2 separate regions of the Mus musculus genome follow, and region 2 is linked to region 1. A link is a contact called in public Hi-C data. All regions are on one chromosome and are shown on one strand. The core of a region is the stretch at or near the end of the contact, and the rest is flanking DNA. Distances in the headings are between cores, read along the strand shown. Region 1 overlaps Crtc3 (CREB regulated transcription coactivator 3). Region 2 has its middle 28 kb from the start of Zscan2.

Evidence for each region. Hi-C and Micro-C count contacts between places; a contact is called where the count stands out from the background.
Region 2: a Hi-C map of nephron progenitors shows a contact between it and region 1, with 3 times the contacts expected there. The contact joins two enhancer-like sites. A contact is called at or near these places in 3 of 39 promoter capture datasets (the C10 cell line and hippocampal neurons), 5 of 484 Hi-C or Micro-C datasets (CD4 T cells, the G1E-ER4 cell line, the HPC-7 cell line and 1 more), 4 of 115 datasets of contacts at active chromatin or transcription factors (CD8 T cells, Th17 cells, bone marrow-derived macrophages and 1 more) and 3 of 9 other capture datasets (adipose tissue, liver and pancreatic islet).

Annotation. Positions count from the first base shown.
Region 1 is chr7:80,638,354-80,645,996 of GRCm38.p6, reverse strand. The region is part of intron 2 of Crtc3 (CREB regulated transcription coactivator 3); the gene reads left to right. Gm15880 (predicted gene 15880) reads right to left here. Exons shown (of 5, transcript NR_040343.1): 3 at 7,037-7,247; 4 at 6,349-6,435; 5 at 1,613-4,028. Among named protein-coding and RNA genes, the nearest start is that of Gm51450, 5.7 kb to the left of the region's middle. Within about 2 kb of position 3,851, at least 132 of the 459 cell types and tissues checked have an H3K27ac peak or open chromatin away from gene starts, as enhancers often do. A contact at or near this core is called in CD8 T cells, the HPC-7 cell line, bone marrow-derived macrophages and 1 more, where this site is marked.
Region 2 is chr7:80,829,189-80,836,831 of GRCm38.p6, reverse strand. No RefSeq gene overlaps it. Among named protein-coding and RNA genes, the nearest start is that of Zscan2, 28 kb to the left of the region's middle. Within about 2 kb of position 3,656, at least 161 of the 459 cell types and tissues checked have an H3K27ac peak or open chromatin away from gene starts, as enhancers often do. A contact at or near this core is called in CD8 T cells, the HPC-7 cell line, bone marrow-derived macrophages and 1 more, where this site is marked.

The DNA.
Region 1 (7,643 bases), core at 2,602-5,101:
CTATCCTAATACTATTACTATTTTGGAATTTATTTTCTCCTCCCTCACCCCAGTTTTGAGACAGGGTCTTGCTTTGAAGCTCAGGCTAGCTTCAAAATAAAATATCCACTGAATATTTAATTTTATTATTATATGTGTGTATATAACATGTATTTGTGAGTGTGGACATGCATTTACTACAGTGATATGTGTGGAGGTCAAAGGATAACTTTCAGTAACTAATAGCTTTCACTTAGCATGGCTAACACTTTCACCAGCTGAGCAACAATGTTAGTACATAGCTAATTTATTTTATTTTTAACTATGTGTACTTGTATGTGCCTATGTGTGGTGGCATTGAATGCTAGAAGATGTTATTGGATCTGCTAGAACTGAAGTTACAGGTGATTGTAAGCTGTCTGATGTGAATGCTGGAACCAAACTCAGGTCCTCTGAGAAAAATATGTGATCTTAATTGCTGAGCCATCTTTCTAGCAACCCCTCCCCCCATTTATTTCTTATATAGTTCTTTCTAAGTTTTCTTTTTGTTTTGGTCCATTTCGTAGTTTGCTTTGTATCTGTGTGCTACTGTGGGTTTAAAGTATAGCCTTTGAGTTTAATTTTAGTTTTATGTTTTTAAGTTAAATGAATATATGTCCATATGGTCTGGAGTTAAGGGCATGTGAAAGCAGGTCCAGTCCAGAGTTTCCCTTGAGTCTCTGCTGCAGCTCCTAGGTCCCTTCCCATGGGCAATGAGTGTTTTCACATTTCCTTATTCCTTTAGAGGCATTTTATATATAATGACCAATGGTCCCCTGACTCTGACTCTTTTATCGTCTTTCTTTCGTTTGTTTTTTCTTTCTTTCTCTTTTTGTTTTTTCAAGACACAGTTTCTTTTTGTAGCCTTGGCTGTCCTGGAATTCCTCTGCAGACAACACTGACCCTGAACTCACAGAGGTCCACTTGCCTCTGCCTCCTGAGTACTAGGCTTAAAGGTGTGCACTGCCACTACCACCTGGATTATCTCTAGTTCTTAACCTGACTTTTTTCCACTCAATGTATTAAGTATCATTTTTTTCTAAAGTGTGTTTGATGTGTGAGTCTGTATACATGTGTGTACATGCATGTGTGCATGGATTACGTGTGTGTGTGTGTGTGTGTGTGTGTGTGTGTGTGCGTGCATGTGTGAGTGTGTTCGTGTCTGGATGTGTAGGATGTGCAACCACGTGTATATGGAGATCAGAGGTCACACTCAGGAGTCAGTCTCCACCTTTCTCTTTGAGACAGGGCCTCCTGTTCATGGCTGCATATGCCAGGCTAGCTGGCTCATGGCCCCTAGGGATCCTCTTGTGCCCCACCCTGCCATGTTGCTGTAGGAACACTGGGCTCACAGATGCTTGATACCATGTCCAGTTTCATGGAGGTTCTGGGGCTTTGAACTCAGTTCTTCATACTTGTGCAGCCTGGTGAGCCACCTCCACAGCTCAGCCTACGTTATTTTTTAAGGCAGAGTCTCTCACTGGGGATCCAAATCAGGTTCTTATGCTCAAGTGGCAAACACTTTACCCACTGAGCCATCTCCACAGCCCCTCTTTAAAACAAATCAAATCAAAACAAACCAAAACACAGTCTTCTATTACATGAACATCGCACAATTTATTTTATTATACACATACAGTTTTATACAGACAGGTATAGCTGCAAGAACACTTTCTAGAAGCGAGTTTCTGGAACAGTTGTAATTTTACGTTGTATTTTGTCAGGTCATCCTCTCTAGAATGTCTACCAGTTTATACCCATGTCTGTTCTGTCAGAGAGCCTGGCTACCCAAATCAGGCCCAAGGTTTCGCCAAAATTTGTGATCTTTGCTAATCTTTCTTAAGCTTGTAAAATGCCTGTATGTAGGATGTGTGTCCATGAGAGAGAGAGAGAGAGAGAGAGAGAGAGAGAGAGAGAGAGAGAGAGAGAGATGCTTGTGTGTAGCGATGCTAAGTGTGTGCAGGTGCACAGTTGCATGGAAGCCTAAGGTCACCCGTAGGTGTGGTTTCTCAGGAGCCATCAACCTTGTGTTTTTTAAAAATCTTTTTTTTTTTGAAACATGCACTTGTATGTGTGTGTATTGTGTACGTGCATATGTGTTCAAGTATGTGAGTACAGGTACACCAGTGTGTACTGTATAACAGGGTGAGGTCGGAGACAGCCTTGGAGATCAGTCCTTACCGTGTTTGAGGCAGGGTCTTTGGTTATTTGCAGCTGCGTATACCAGGCCCCCTAGCCCACTGAGCCACCTTGCCAGCCCCTCTGGTTTTGTTCATTTGCCTGTGTGTGTGTGTGTGTGTGTGTGTGTGTGTGTGTGTGTGTGTGTGTGTGTGTGTTTTGAGGCAGGCTCTTTCTCTCTAGAGTGCTAGGCTGGCTAGCCAGCAGATGTCAGGGATCCCCCTGTGTGATTTCCTGAGAGTTGGGGCTGCAGATGCCTACATCATGCCAGCATTGCACGTAGGCGCTGGGGATCTGATCTCTTGTGCTTTGCCCTCTGAGCCATCTCTCCAGATCTTCTGTGTAGTTTTCATTCGCTTTTCTTTTATAAATGCACCTCCCCCCCAACCCCCGCCTGTGGTTTTGTACTATCTTTAGCTGCACGACACATCTTTTACCCTTAATTTTGGTGGTTGAGTTGTTATGTTTTAGAAAATGTGGCCAGTTTTCTGTGATTTGAGTTGCAAGTATTTTCACAGTTTGCTATTTATTAGATTTTTATGATGGGATTTTTTTTCATGCAAATTTAAAAACATGTGGGGTGTGGGACTGTCGCACAGTGGTGCAGTGCTTGAGTTGCAGGCATGGGCCACCCCTGGCTTCCTCTTCGTTGATGTGTCTACCCCTGTACCAGTGCCACACTGTTTGACTAATTACTATAGGTTTATATTACACTTATACATATTGATTTATTTTCATGTGGCTTTTCAGTCCCTAGCTCCCACCCCCAGGCTATTGAATGTTTATTTCCACGATGGTTTTTAAGTTTATCTTATTTTTATTTTAGGCTCATTTGGGGTTTTAGAGGTTTGAATGAGAATGGCCCCCATAGGCTGATGTATTTGAATCCTGGGTCCCCAGTTATTGGAGCAGTTGGAGAGAAGGATTAGATGGCATGGTTTTGTTTAAGGACATTTGCCAATAGGGGCAGACTTGGAGGTTCCAAGAGCCCAGACAATTTACACTTAACTCTCTGCCTCCTACTGTGGCTCTAAATATACTCTTAGTTACTGATCTAGCACCAGGCCTGTCTGCCTGCTGCCGTGCTCCTGGCCAAGATGGGCGTGGAACCGAGCCCTCTGAAACTGAACCACCAGTAAACGCTGTCTTCTTAAGTTGCCTTGGTCTTGGTGTCTTATCACAGCAAGAGAAAAGTAACCAAGACAAAAGTATTTTTAAAAGCAGTGTTGTTAATAACGTTTGCACTGCTAAGCAGTGCCATTAGACTCATGTTTCAGGGGCTTCTTCTGACTGCAGTGTGGAAGCAATGTAGAGGTGACAAGAATAAAGACCAAAAGTCTGTTATAGCTCACCATGGTGTCACACCATGTGGATCCGGTAAGTTTCAGACCAGCCTGGGCTACACAAGTGGGACTTTGACTCAAAACAATCAAAAATAAAACAGCAAATCCCAAGGCTTTTTCAGATACGGAGGGGAAAGTGGATGGAGTTAAGGAGGAAGGGTGTGGGAGACACGGGGTCATCGGGGACACCATAACCAGCATCGCGTATGGCCCAGGGGGAGAGGGGAAAGGGAAAGTGCTCAAGGGGGGCCCCAAACACTGGGCTTAGGCAGCCCCATGGGGCCAGTGCCTGAGGAAGTGCAAAGTGACAAGTTAGTGCCAGGTGAGAGGGTGGCGCACAGTGACCTCCACTGAAGTGCCAGGCACCCAGCCCTTGGGGCGTTGACTGCAGTCGGCAGCTCTGGAGAGATCTGGGCTGTTGGTAGAGTGTGTGACTGACCACTTCCTGGAGAAGTTAGCATTTGAAGGATGGCTCTTGTGTTCAGAAGTCTGCAGAGACAGGAATCATGGAATCATGGAACAGGTTCTAAAATATTACACATAATCCCAGTTTCAGATACTTGAGATATCAGTGACTTAGGTACTGAAAAGTCCATTTGTATTTAGTGACAAGGAAAGGCTGTGGTGCCCTGGGAGTTTCAGTGGAGTGGACAGGGCTGGGAGTTGAGAGCTGAGCAGGGTACTGAGGAGGTGTGGCTGCTCAGACTGCTTGGAGGGAGAATGGTGAATCCTTCTGTCCTGCCCCTCCCCCAGCTTCACGCGTGAGAGCCTTCCTTGGCTGGGCTCATGTGCTCATGGGAAGAGCCAATAGAGGAGAAAGAGGAAGAAGTGTGTGTGTGGGGGGGTGGGGGGTGAGATCCTGGCCCTGTCAAGGGCTTAGAGAAACCGTGGTCTGTGGGGGAAACTACCCCACTGAGGATATGGACAAGTGAAAGATAGCAAAGAAACAGTGTCGCAGTCCCAGCTCTCCAGAGGCTGGAGCAGAAGGATTACTGAAGAAAAAAGAAGACAGGAGGAGGAGCAGCTGTAAACAAAACTGAAGGTGGAATCAGCCCAGGGATTTAGTGAAAGAGTGAGAATGTTTAAAGAGCAAGACCAACAAGGTAGCCCAGCTGTTAAAGGATTGCTGCCATGCCTGATGATTGAGTTCAGTCAGCAGAACACGCATGGTGGAAGGAGAGACCTGAGTCCTGAAAGTGCTCTGACCACTACACGTGGGCTGTGGCATGTGTGCTGCCCTCCACACTACCCTGTCCTACCTTCACATAAAAGTAAATACCTATTTTTAAAAAAGTAACATTAAAAAGCAATTGCTGAGGACATGGACTCAGCTCAGTAGCAGGACCCTGAGTTTAATCCCTAGTATTGAAAAAAAAATTAAAAAATAAAAAGTGGGTTGGAGTAATTCAGTAAACCCAGGAAGACGTGGGTTCAATCCCCGGAACACTCATAAAAGCCAGGTGTGCTGTGCTTGTAATCTGGGCCCTGAAGAGCTGGAGTCACTGGCCAGTCTGCTTAGCAAGTTCCAGAGCAGTGAGAAAGTCTTTCAGAAAAGAGCGGTAATGGACCAGAGGTGCCTCCTCACATGCACACACAGCTGCATCAGTCCATATACATTATAGCCAGCTGTAATGTATACCATGTTACTATCCGTGCTAAAAGAGAAGAGTAGAAGTAAGGTCCGCTCCCACTTGCTGTGCTTACACAGTCGTTCATTGAAGGGCTCATGCAGCCATTACCCTGGCTGTCTATCAGGAAGCAAGAAGGGGAAATGGGATCAGCGGTGTCTCACACTCTCAATCTTTATATTTTTCATTTGTTGAGAGTGTGAATAAATACTTATTTTCTTTTTGAAACAGTGTCTCGTGTAGCTCAGACTGCCTTCAGTTTGCTGTGCAATTGAGGATGACCTTGAACTGTTTTGGGGTCCACCTCCTACCTCTGTGTGCTGGGAGTACAGCTGTGTGACCACCATGCCCTGTTACGGGGTGCTGAGATGGAACCAAGCTTTGTACATGCCAGGCCTGCACTTTACCGCCTGAGCTGTCTTCCCAGCTGTGGACCAGGATTTTCCCAGTTACTCTTGACCCTAAGTGCCCCTGACTTGTCTGTTCAGCAGCTAAGAAACAAACCCTTGCTTTTAGTCTGAGAGAACTTTGCCTTTATTTGACTCTGCCTACTGGGACCAGCATCCTCCGGGAAGCATTTCTGCATCCCTGGGTCAGGGAGGAGGTGTGCATGCCATCTGCTGCACCTGGTCCTCTGCTTCAGCTTCAGCTTCAGCGAATGGGCTTTAAGGTTGGCTTATAGCCCCAGAAAGAAGAGCAAGCCAAGGTTAGCATCCTCATTAAGCTGACACTCACCCTGGCTCTCTCCACAGCCCAGCTATGACACAAACCAGTGACAGTCAGTGCGTCAGCTTGTCACCCCATCACTATTACAAATGATTCCCAGAAACTATAAAACCTCAAATATTCCCCCAAGTAAGCAGAAGTAAGAAACACAGAAAGTCAAAGTGGGGGACAGGGTTCTAGCTTCCTCATTTCATTCCAGTGTTGGAACAAATGGTGAAATGGTTGCACGGATTAGCGCACTTTATATATGTCACACAGGTTAGCACACTTTATATATGTCACACAGGTTAGCACACTTTATATAAGTCACAAGGGTTATAGCACACTTTATATATGTCACAAGGGTTAGCATACTTTATATACGTTACAAGGGTTAGCACACATCATGTTCTTCGTTCCATGCTGATTGTGACTTTCACTTGAAGCATCAGATGAAATAATAATAATAAAATCACCTCAGAGCATTCAGATCCTGGATGAGGGAATAAAGTTCAGGGGCAGAGTCCTTGCCTAAAACTTGTACTGAGACCCTGGTGTCCCCACTGTCACAAAGAAGAGAAAGGAAAACAGCTCATTATATAAACAAAGACATTGAAGTTCCACAAATATACCAGCTCCACTCTCCGCCATTTCTCTGTACCCATTTTCAGTGTAGCAAGCAAAGTAGATGGTCTGCCCCCCGAGGGCTGTGTTAGGGAGGACACCGCGTCAGCACTCAGCTTTCCCTCATGAAAATCCCTGGGTGCTAGATGTTTCAACCCAGACTGGGGGCCTTATACACCACTGTTCTGTGGTCTGGACGGTCACTGCTAGTGAGCCTGTGAGAAGTCAGTGAAGGGTCACTTGTCAGCTTTCCTTACGGTGGCTCAGGAGCTCCTAAAGTCTGTGGGCTGGACTGTGTGACAAGTGAAGCCAGTTGTACTGGGCTCGGTTCTCCCTTCCACGTGGAGGCAGAAGCCGGGGCTTCAGATAGGAGGCAACTCCGTCCAGGTCCTACACGTTTGCCTATTTGGCAAAGATTTCAAACCAATTTAACTCAGCTATAAGTAAGCAACCAGATCCAGTTTTGGTTAAATGGAGAATTCAGGAAAGAGGGAAGGAGGAAAGAAGGAAGGGGAAAAAAAAATTAAAACAGAAACTTACATTCCCAAAAGAATCTGGTTCTCCAGACCTGTTCTCTCTGGGTAGCTTGGTTCCTCGTGGGGACAACTGACTGTAAATCTTTAGCAGCCTGTCATCTGAGCAGATGCCCTCCGGAGACAGGGACTGCTTTGAGGACACTGCAGCTGGGCTAGAAGCTGTTTAACAGAGGACCGCACTCTGAGGATATAGTATATCCTCATGTCCATGGGCCCTGGAGGAGGCAAGATAGCTGATGGTAAGGGTGCTTTGCGTGTGGGTTGGCTGCCCTAAACAGTCATCACAAGTTGTAGTGACTTGTGTGTCTCACGAATCACAAGCAAGCAGCCGGGCGAGGACAGTATCCGATGCTCTTAAACCAAAACAGGATGCGAGGGTTACAGGGTTTTATTTAGCCCAATATCTGTATTTAGAATGATCATGTGCTACATTAGCTGACTGTTCCAGACTGTATTCTTTCCCGACACACGTTTTCTTGGACTTTACTACTTCCTTTGTGAAAGTAAAGACTTGTTTGTTCTTTGTTCATTGTTTTCCCAGTGATGGGATCAAACCCACCGTGCTCGGCGACTGCCCTGCCCATCAGCTGCATATCCTTATTTTGAGTCAG
Region 2 (7,643 bases), core at 2,407-4,906, 190 kb before region 1:
GGCCCAAGTGTTTGTTTGTTTGTTAGTTGTTCTTTTTTGAGATGGGGGTGGTGGCTCAGACTGGCCTCCAAAGTGCTGTTCAGCAAAATAAGTGACCTTTAACCTCCTGATCCTTCTGACTCTACTTCCCAAGTCAGGCTTGCTCCATTCTGCCTGGCCCCGCTATACAGCTTTTTCTATTACAGTGGTTCTCAACCTTCCTAATGCTGTTAATACGGTTCTTCATGTTGTGGTGACCCCCAACCATAAAATTATTTTTTGTTGCTACTTCATAACTGTAATTGTGCTACTGTTATGAATGGCAATGTAAATGTCTATGTTTTCTGATGGTCTTAGGCAACCCCTGTGAAAGGGTCATCTGACACCTTCCCCCTCCCCCAGAGGGGTTATTGCAACTCACAGGTTGAGAACAGCTGTTCCATTACAAAAAGATATGCAGCAAAACAGTAATAGGGAGTTTTGGGCTGTGGGTTTTTTTTTCCTAAACAGACATGTCTCCAACCTTTCCTTACATGTATTTATAGTTTTAGAAATGAACTTATTATGTATTTATAAAAATAAAGCGTTCTGTTGGAAGAAATGAGAAACTTCCCTGGGGAAGGGCTGTGTGAGTTCAGCATGAGTCATTATTAAATAGAGACTCAGTTGTCTCAAAAGAAGGCAATGCATGAGGGTCACGACCGCTTCATCATGGGGCTCCCAGAACAGAGAAGTCTTTTTAAGAGATGTGGAGTTCAAGGGCAGGAAAGGAAGTTGGTTTTCAGTTCTTGGCAGGAGGTAGTGGGAAGTACCATAGAAATCTACCTCCCCCCACCAAATAGAGGGTCCTTAACTCTGTTATCTGTAAATAAGTCCCCCCTCCTTTCTCTTACTCCCTGACCCTCAGGGTCTTAAGTTGTTCAAACCAGCCTTAGACTTCTGAGCCCAAGGAAAATCCCTTCACTGTCTGGAGTGCCAGAGCCTGCGTACCACCCAGGCTTAGAGGGACAAGCCCACTAACGGAGATTCCCCACCACCACCTTTGTGTATGTTTGTATGTGTAATATATGAATTTGTGTGGTTGTGCTTGCTCCTGTGGGAGACGGTGAGTGACACCAGAGGGTGACATTTGCCTGTCTTCCTCAGACACTTATCATCTTTTTTTTATAAATAAATTTATTTACTTTCATTTAGGGTGTGTGTGTGTGTGTGTGTGTGTGTGTGTGTGTGTAAGCCACATGTATGCTTGAGCCTTTGGAGGCTAGAAGCAGAGTTTCAGATCCCCTGGAACTGGACTTCCAGGCATCTGGGCTGCCTGATGTGGGCTGGGAACTGACTTCAGGTCCTGCAGAAGAGCAGTGAGTGATCTTAGCCATTGAGCCAGCTCTCCAGCCCGGAGGGGATGCATTTAGGAAGAAATGTTTCCATTATTATACTATTGTGATAATCCTCATGTGACACATTTCCTCCACTAAACATTAGATGTTTTGTTTTCAATTTTACCTAGAAGGAGAACTGGGCCTGGCCAGATGGCTCAGCAAGTGACGTGCACTTGTCAAACAAGCCTGACTAACTTAAGTTCTGTGCCTAGAACACACATGGCCTTTGACTTACACATGCATACACAGACACACACAGATATACATGCTGACAGATATAGACACACAGAGATATGCATATATACACACACACACATAGACACACACAAATAAATATATTTTTTTTTATTTTAAAAAAGGAGAAATTGGGAGGGGATATGAAATTTTCAGAGGGGAAACTAGGAAAGGGGATAACATTTGAAATGTAATAAAAGAAAATATCTAATTTTAAAAAAGGAGAAATTAATTAATTTCCAAGTTATTCACATCGGAAGTGGCTCAAGTTAAAAGGAATTTAAACTAATTGTTCTATTTTTATTAATAGTAAAAATGAAAATAAATTATTGTTTCTAAATTTGTTCACTTTTATATGAATTATCTGAAATCTCTCAATGAATAAAATTAATAAATAATTCTTAAAATTAACTTAAAATTAATGTGTCTATTCAAAGGAATTTAAACTAGAAAATATTCCTAAATTTATGTATATAAATGTGTTTGTGTATATAAACATAAATGGTGTCCTTGGCTAGTTTTATGTCAACTTGGCACAAGCTAGAGTCATCTGAAAGGAAGAAACCTCAATAGAGAAAATACTTCTCAAAGACCAAGATGTTTTCTTCTTCTTCTTCTTTTTTTTTTTTTTTTGGAAAGATGTATTTATTTTATTTATATGAGTACACTGTAGCTGTCAGACACAGCAGAAGAGGACATTGGATCCCATTACAGATGGTTGTGAGCCACCATGTGGTTGCTGGGAATAGAACTCAGGACCTCTGGAAGAGCAGTCAGTGCTCTTAACGGCTGAGCCATCTCTCCAGCCCCCTAAGATGTTTTCTTAATTAGCGATTGAAGCAGGAGAGCCTGTCCATTGTAGGTGGTTTTATCCCTGGGCTGGTAGTCCTGGGTTTTATAAGAAAGCTGGCTGATATTGCTAGGACAAGCCAGTTAACAGCACCCCCCCACACACACACACCCTACGCCCCCCCAACCCTCCAGCCCCCCCAACACCCCCCCCCCCCAACTCCCGCCTCTGCATCAGCTTCTGCCTCCAGGTTCCAGGCCTGCTTAAGTTCCTTCCTATCCTGACTTCCTTTGGTGATGAACAGTAATGTTGAAGTATAAGCTAAATAAACTTTTTCCTTCCCAACTTGCTTTTTGATCATGGTGTTTCATTCAGGTGGTCCCTCCTGTCTCTGCTCTCTGCTTCTCTTTCCAGTACTGGGATTGAAGATGTATGTTTTTTTTTTTTCTTTGTTTGTTTCTTTGTTTGTTTTTTGAGACAGGCTTTTTCTCTATAGATCCCTAGCTATCCTGGAACTCAACTATGTCGACCAGGTAGCCTCCTGTGTGCTGGGATCAAAAGTATGCACCGCCACGCCCATGCGTAGCCACGCCCATGCCACTTTTCCTGCTGAGCCTTTTCTGAGAGCTAGTGGTGTGAACTCGGGTCCCAAAGCTTGTATAGCAAGTACTTTACCCACAGAGCTATCTCTTAGTCTCCCCTCACCCCCAAACTAAGTTTCACTAGCCCAGGTTAGCCTGAACTCCTATGTACTTGAGTATGCGTATGAACTCCTAATCCTCTTGCAAATACCGGAATTACAGATGTATGCCGCTATGCCAAGCTTAGGTGGAAATTTTTAAATGTCCAGTGCTTGATCATAGCCAATCAGGCGGGGCTGGTGAGATGGCTCAGTGGGTAAGAGCACCCGACTGCTCTTCCGAAGGTCTGGAGTTCAAATCCCAGCAACCACATGGTGGCTCACAACCACCCGTAATGAGATCTGATGCCCTCTTCTGGTGCGTCTGAAGACAGCTACAGTGTACTTACATATAATAAATAAATAAATCTTAAAAAAAAAAACTTATAAAAAAAACTTATATAACCAATCAGGCTAACTTAAATAAGAAAGTAATATTTAATAACTCATAAAACAGTGTTTTTGTATTTAGAAAGAAGCAGCTGCATTGAGACAACAGAAACGGATGAACTGGCGCTGCCCTTGGAGCCCTGCACCTGCAGCAGGGAGTCTGGCGCTGGTGGAGAAGCCCCGCCTCCTTCCCGGATCAAGCCGACAGCAAGCCAGGGGCTGTGTGATTGGTGCAAGCTGCTCTTAAAGGAGCACCAGCTGCCTCTCAGCTTCTCTGCTACAAAACCTCAGTGCCCACGAGAGTTGGATCAACAGGTGGCAAGGCGCTCATCCCTTGAAATTAAGATTTTTGTCTGCTTTAAATATATAAATAACATTTGCCACTACACCTTTATTTCTGACTGCTCTTAAACGTTTACTGTGTTCTGCATGTCTTGTTTATAAAATATTGGTTTATAATTTATAATTTATAACGTACATATTGCTCTATAAATTATGGTAATGATACCAGGAATAAAAATTAAGGATTTTTTAAATTCTATATTTTATTTATTTGCATTTCAAATGTTATCCCCTTTCCTGGTTTCCCCTCCACAAACCCCCTATCCCATGCCCCCTTCCCTCTGCTTTTATAAGAATGCTCCCCCACCCACCAACCCAACCCCTCCTCATCGCCCTGGCATTCCCCAACACTGGGTCATCAAGCCTTCACAGGACCAAGGGCATCTCCTTCCATTGATGCCAGATAAGGCCATCCTCTGCTACATATGCAGCTGGAGCCATGTGTACTCCTTGGTTGGTGGCTTAGTCCCTGGGAGCTCTGGGGGATCTGGTTGGTTGATATTGTTGTTCCTCCTATAGGGTTGCAATCCCCCCCCCCTTTTTTTTTAGAAGTTTACAGCATTAACAAAGGTTAAGAATCACTGGCTCTTGAAATTCCGCCCCCACCACCACTTCCTTTCAGCTTGCTTGAGCCCTGGCAAGGCTCCAGCAAGCCCTTCCTGTCAGCCCAACGTGCCAATAACAGCTTCCTCAGCCAATCAAGGTTCTTGCCATTTTCCCATCTTGTTAACCCCTTTCCTGTGCTGACACTGCCTTCGGCTTAAACCTAATCACACGGGAAACTGTTATGCTCTATAATGATATACCAGATAAAGGTCAGAAAGGGTGGTAGTCTCTTTATGGAGTATGTTTTTGGGGTTAAAAAGTTTTATTTTGATATTAGAAGAGCTTCAATTCAAAACTGACTTTTAAGGCTCAAACATAACAGAGATAGATAACCAGTATCCTTGTAAATGATCAAATAATTTAATCTGTTCAGAAATATATAAGAAGCCATGCTAAGAACTGATGCAGTTAATTTCAAGATTAAGCTTTATTTAGTCTTCTGTTTTATATTTTCAAGGTATAGTTTAGAGCAGATAACTAAAAACAGGTAGGTACTAGCCCTCAAACCAGTCAGAGATCTCCTGAATGTGGCATTTAGTATGTTTAAACTTACCACGACAGACAGAGACTCCCAAATCCTAACAGTGACCCTCCAAGGTATCCAAGAAAATATGGGCACAACCACAAAGGACATAACTACTGGACATAACTGCCCCAGCGCCTCGCCCACTGCCAGAGCCCGGCCTGAGCTGTGGACAGAGGACAACCAGACAACTGATTGCCACACTTTGCTTAAGATGAGATGAGGACAGTCTCTCCCAAGTTCCTCATCCACAGAAAAGGCCTCTTCATCTTCTGGGCCTGATGGCCAAAGACTGCCATTGTCCTTGATGCAATGGAGACCACAGGAACTTGGGACAAATGGCCAGGTCATGAAATATGGACTAGTTTCTGTCATTTTAACTGACACATAGGCCATTTAGATAGTAGTTTATCCTTCTCAGGTCTCTGATAATATTGATGGCTAAGCTAATTATAGCTTAACAGCTAGAGAACAACAGGCAACTAGCTCCTTCAGGTAGTTTGCTGCTGTGTTAGTTCATTAGTCTATTCACTAGTTAGATTTGTTTTGTTTTGAGACAGGGTTTCTCTGGCTGTCCTGAAACTCACTCTGTAGACCAGGCTGGCTTCGAACTCAGAAATCCGCCTGCCTCTACCTCCCAAGTGCTGGGATTAAAGGTGTGCGCCACCACCGCCCAGCAGTTAGTTTTGTTTTGGTTTGGTTTTTGGTTTTTCAAGACAGGGTTTCTCTGTTTAGCTCTGGCTGTCCTGGAACTCACTCTGTAGACCAGGCTGGCCTCGAACTCAGAAATCCGCTTGCCTCTGCCTCCTGAGTGCTGGGATTAAAGGCGTGCGCCACCACGCCCGGTTTGCCTGTTCTTGAGAATGGATTTGCCCCTTGGTCTGGGGATTCTTTACCTTCTGCAATTGCTCGACAATTTTAACTTCTGTCCGAGTCTATATTTGTCTCAGCAGATTTTCACCTGGCTGACAGACTCCATCCAGGAATCACCTGAGGACCGCAAGCTGCCCAAGCTCTGGATTGGCTGAAAACTGATGTTAACCAGTCCAGCTGAGGTGGGTACTTGCACTGCCTGCAGCTGGCTCTGTCCTCAGCTGTGCCTTTCTCCTGGAGGCAACCACAGGGACAACCCACGTTTGGTTGAGAATCCAATCCATGTAAAGCATGGAGCCAGCTTGCCCACCTCTTCAATGATGTGTCTGCAGAGTCCACAAATCGGGAGCCCCGGGGGTTTCCCTGAGTCATGCGGAAGTGTGATGGAGTAGCTCACCCTCTTAGTCAATCCTCTTGCTCCTCATTGGTGGTCCCTTGGTTTCAGTTCTCTTTGACCTTCTGACCTGCGCTCTATTTTAGCCTAAATGACGGCAGGGAAGAATCCGGCTCCCACTGGTGTGGTCATGTTCCTATTAATAAATCAGCGCACAGACGTGTGCTTCTCACAATGGCACTTAGTCAGAGCACCTTGGAGCTATGGGGACTTTAGGGTCACCTGCATGGAACAAGAACTTGACACGGAAAACAGGATTTCTAAAAATCGAGATTCCTGGGCTGGTGAGATGGCTCAGTGGGTAAGAGCACCCGACTGCTCTTCCGAAGGTCCGAAGTTCAAATCCCAGCAACCACATGGTGGCTCACAACCACCCATAATGAGATCTGACGCCCTCTTCTGACAGCTACAGTGTACTTACATATAATAAATAAATAAATAAATAAATAAATAAATCTTTAAAAAAAAAAAAAAAAAAAAATCGAGATTCCTATAGTTCTCTTCCCATCAATCGCATTACTCCTGCAAGAGCCTCTGCGTATGCAAATGGGGTCAAAACAAAATCCACGCCTAAAACTCTCTTATTAGTTTTTACCTACTTAATGACATCATTTTTATTAAGGCTTGTTTGTTTGAGTTGGGGAAATGTTATAATCCAGAGCAATGAAATGTGTTTCTATGGTTTGATTCCCTACCACTCCCCTTACCCCCCCCCCCAAACCCTCTCACCCACCTCCACCCACATCCTCTGTCTCCAAATGAAAAGATTAAGTAAGAGACTGAAGAGAGGGCTCAGTGGTTAAGAGAACTGCTGCTCTTCCAGAGGACCCACACTTAAAGGCCTTTCTCCTGTGTGTGGGTTCTTCCGTGTTTGATCATGTCTGACTTCTGACTAAAACTGCCTACAGTGAAGCCACAGTAAGGCTTCACCCCCAATGTGTGATGAAATTTGAGCTTCCATCCCATAGCTCACATCTATTGGTAATTCCAGTCCTGGGGAATCCGATGCTCTCTAACGGCCTCTGTGGGAATCAAGTGTGAACATGGTATGCAGACATACATGCAGGTAACACACTTGCATACATAAAATAATATCAGAATTTTAAAATTGCCAAGCACATGACTTTAATACCAGCACTTAGGAGGCAGAGGCAGGCAGATTTCTGAGTTGGAGGCCAGCCTGATCTATAGAGTGAGTTCCAGGACAGCCAGGGCTACACAGAGAAACCCTGTCTCGAAAAAATAAATAAATAAATAAATAAATAAATAAATAAAAATAATACATTACAAACAAAACAAAAGCAGCTAGCTGGAGAGATGTCCCAGTCATTCAGAGCACACACTGCTCTATCCAGAGGACCCAAGTTTGCTTTCCAGCATCCATGCTGCCTGTAACTCCCGTTCCAGGGCATCCGATGCCCTGTTCTGGCCTCTGCAGGCACCTGCACTCATGT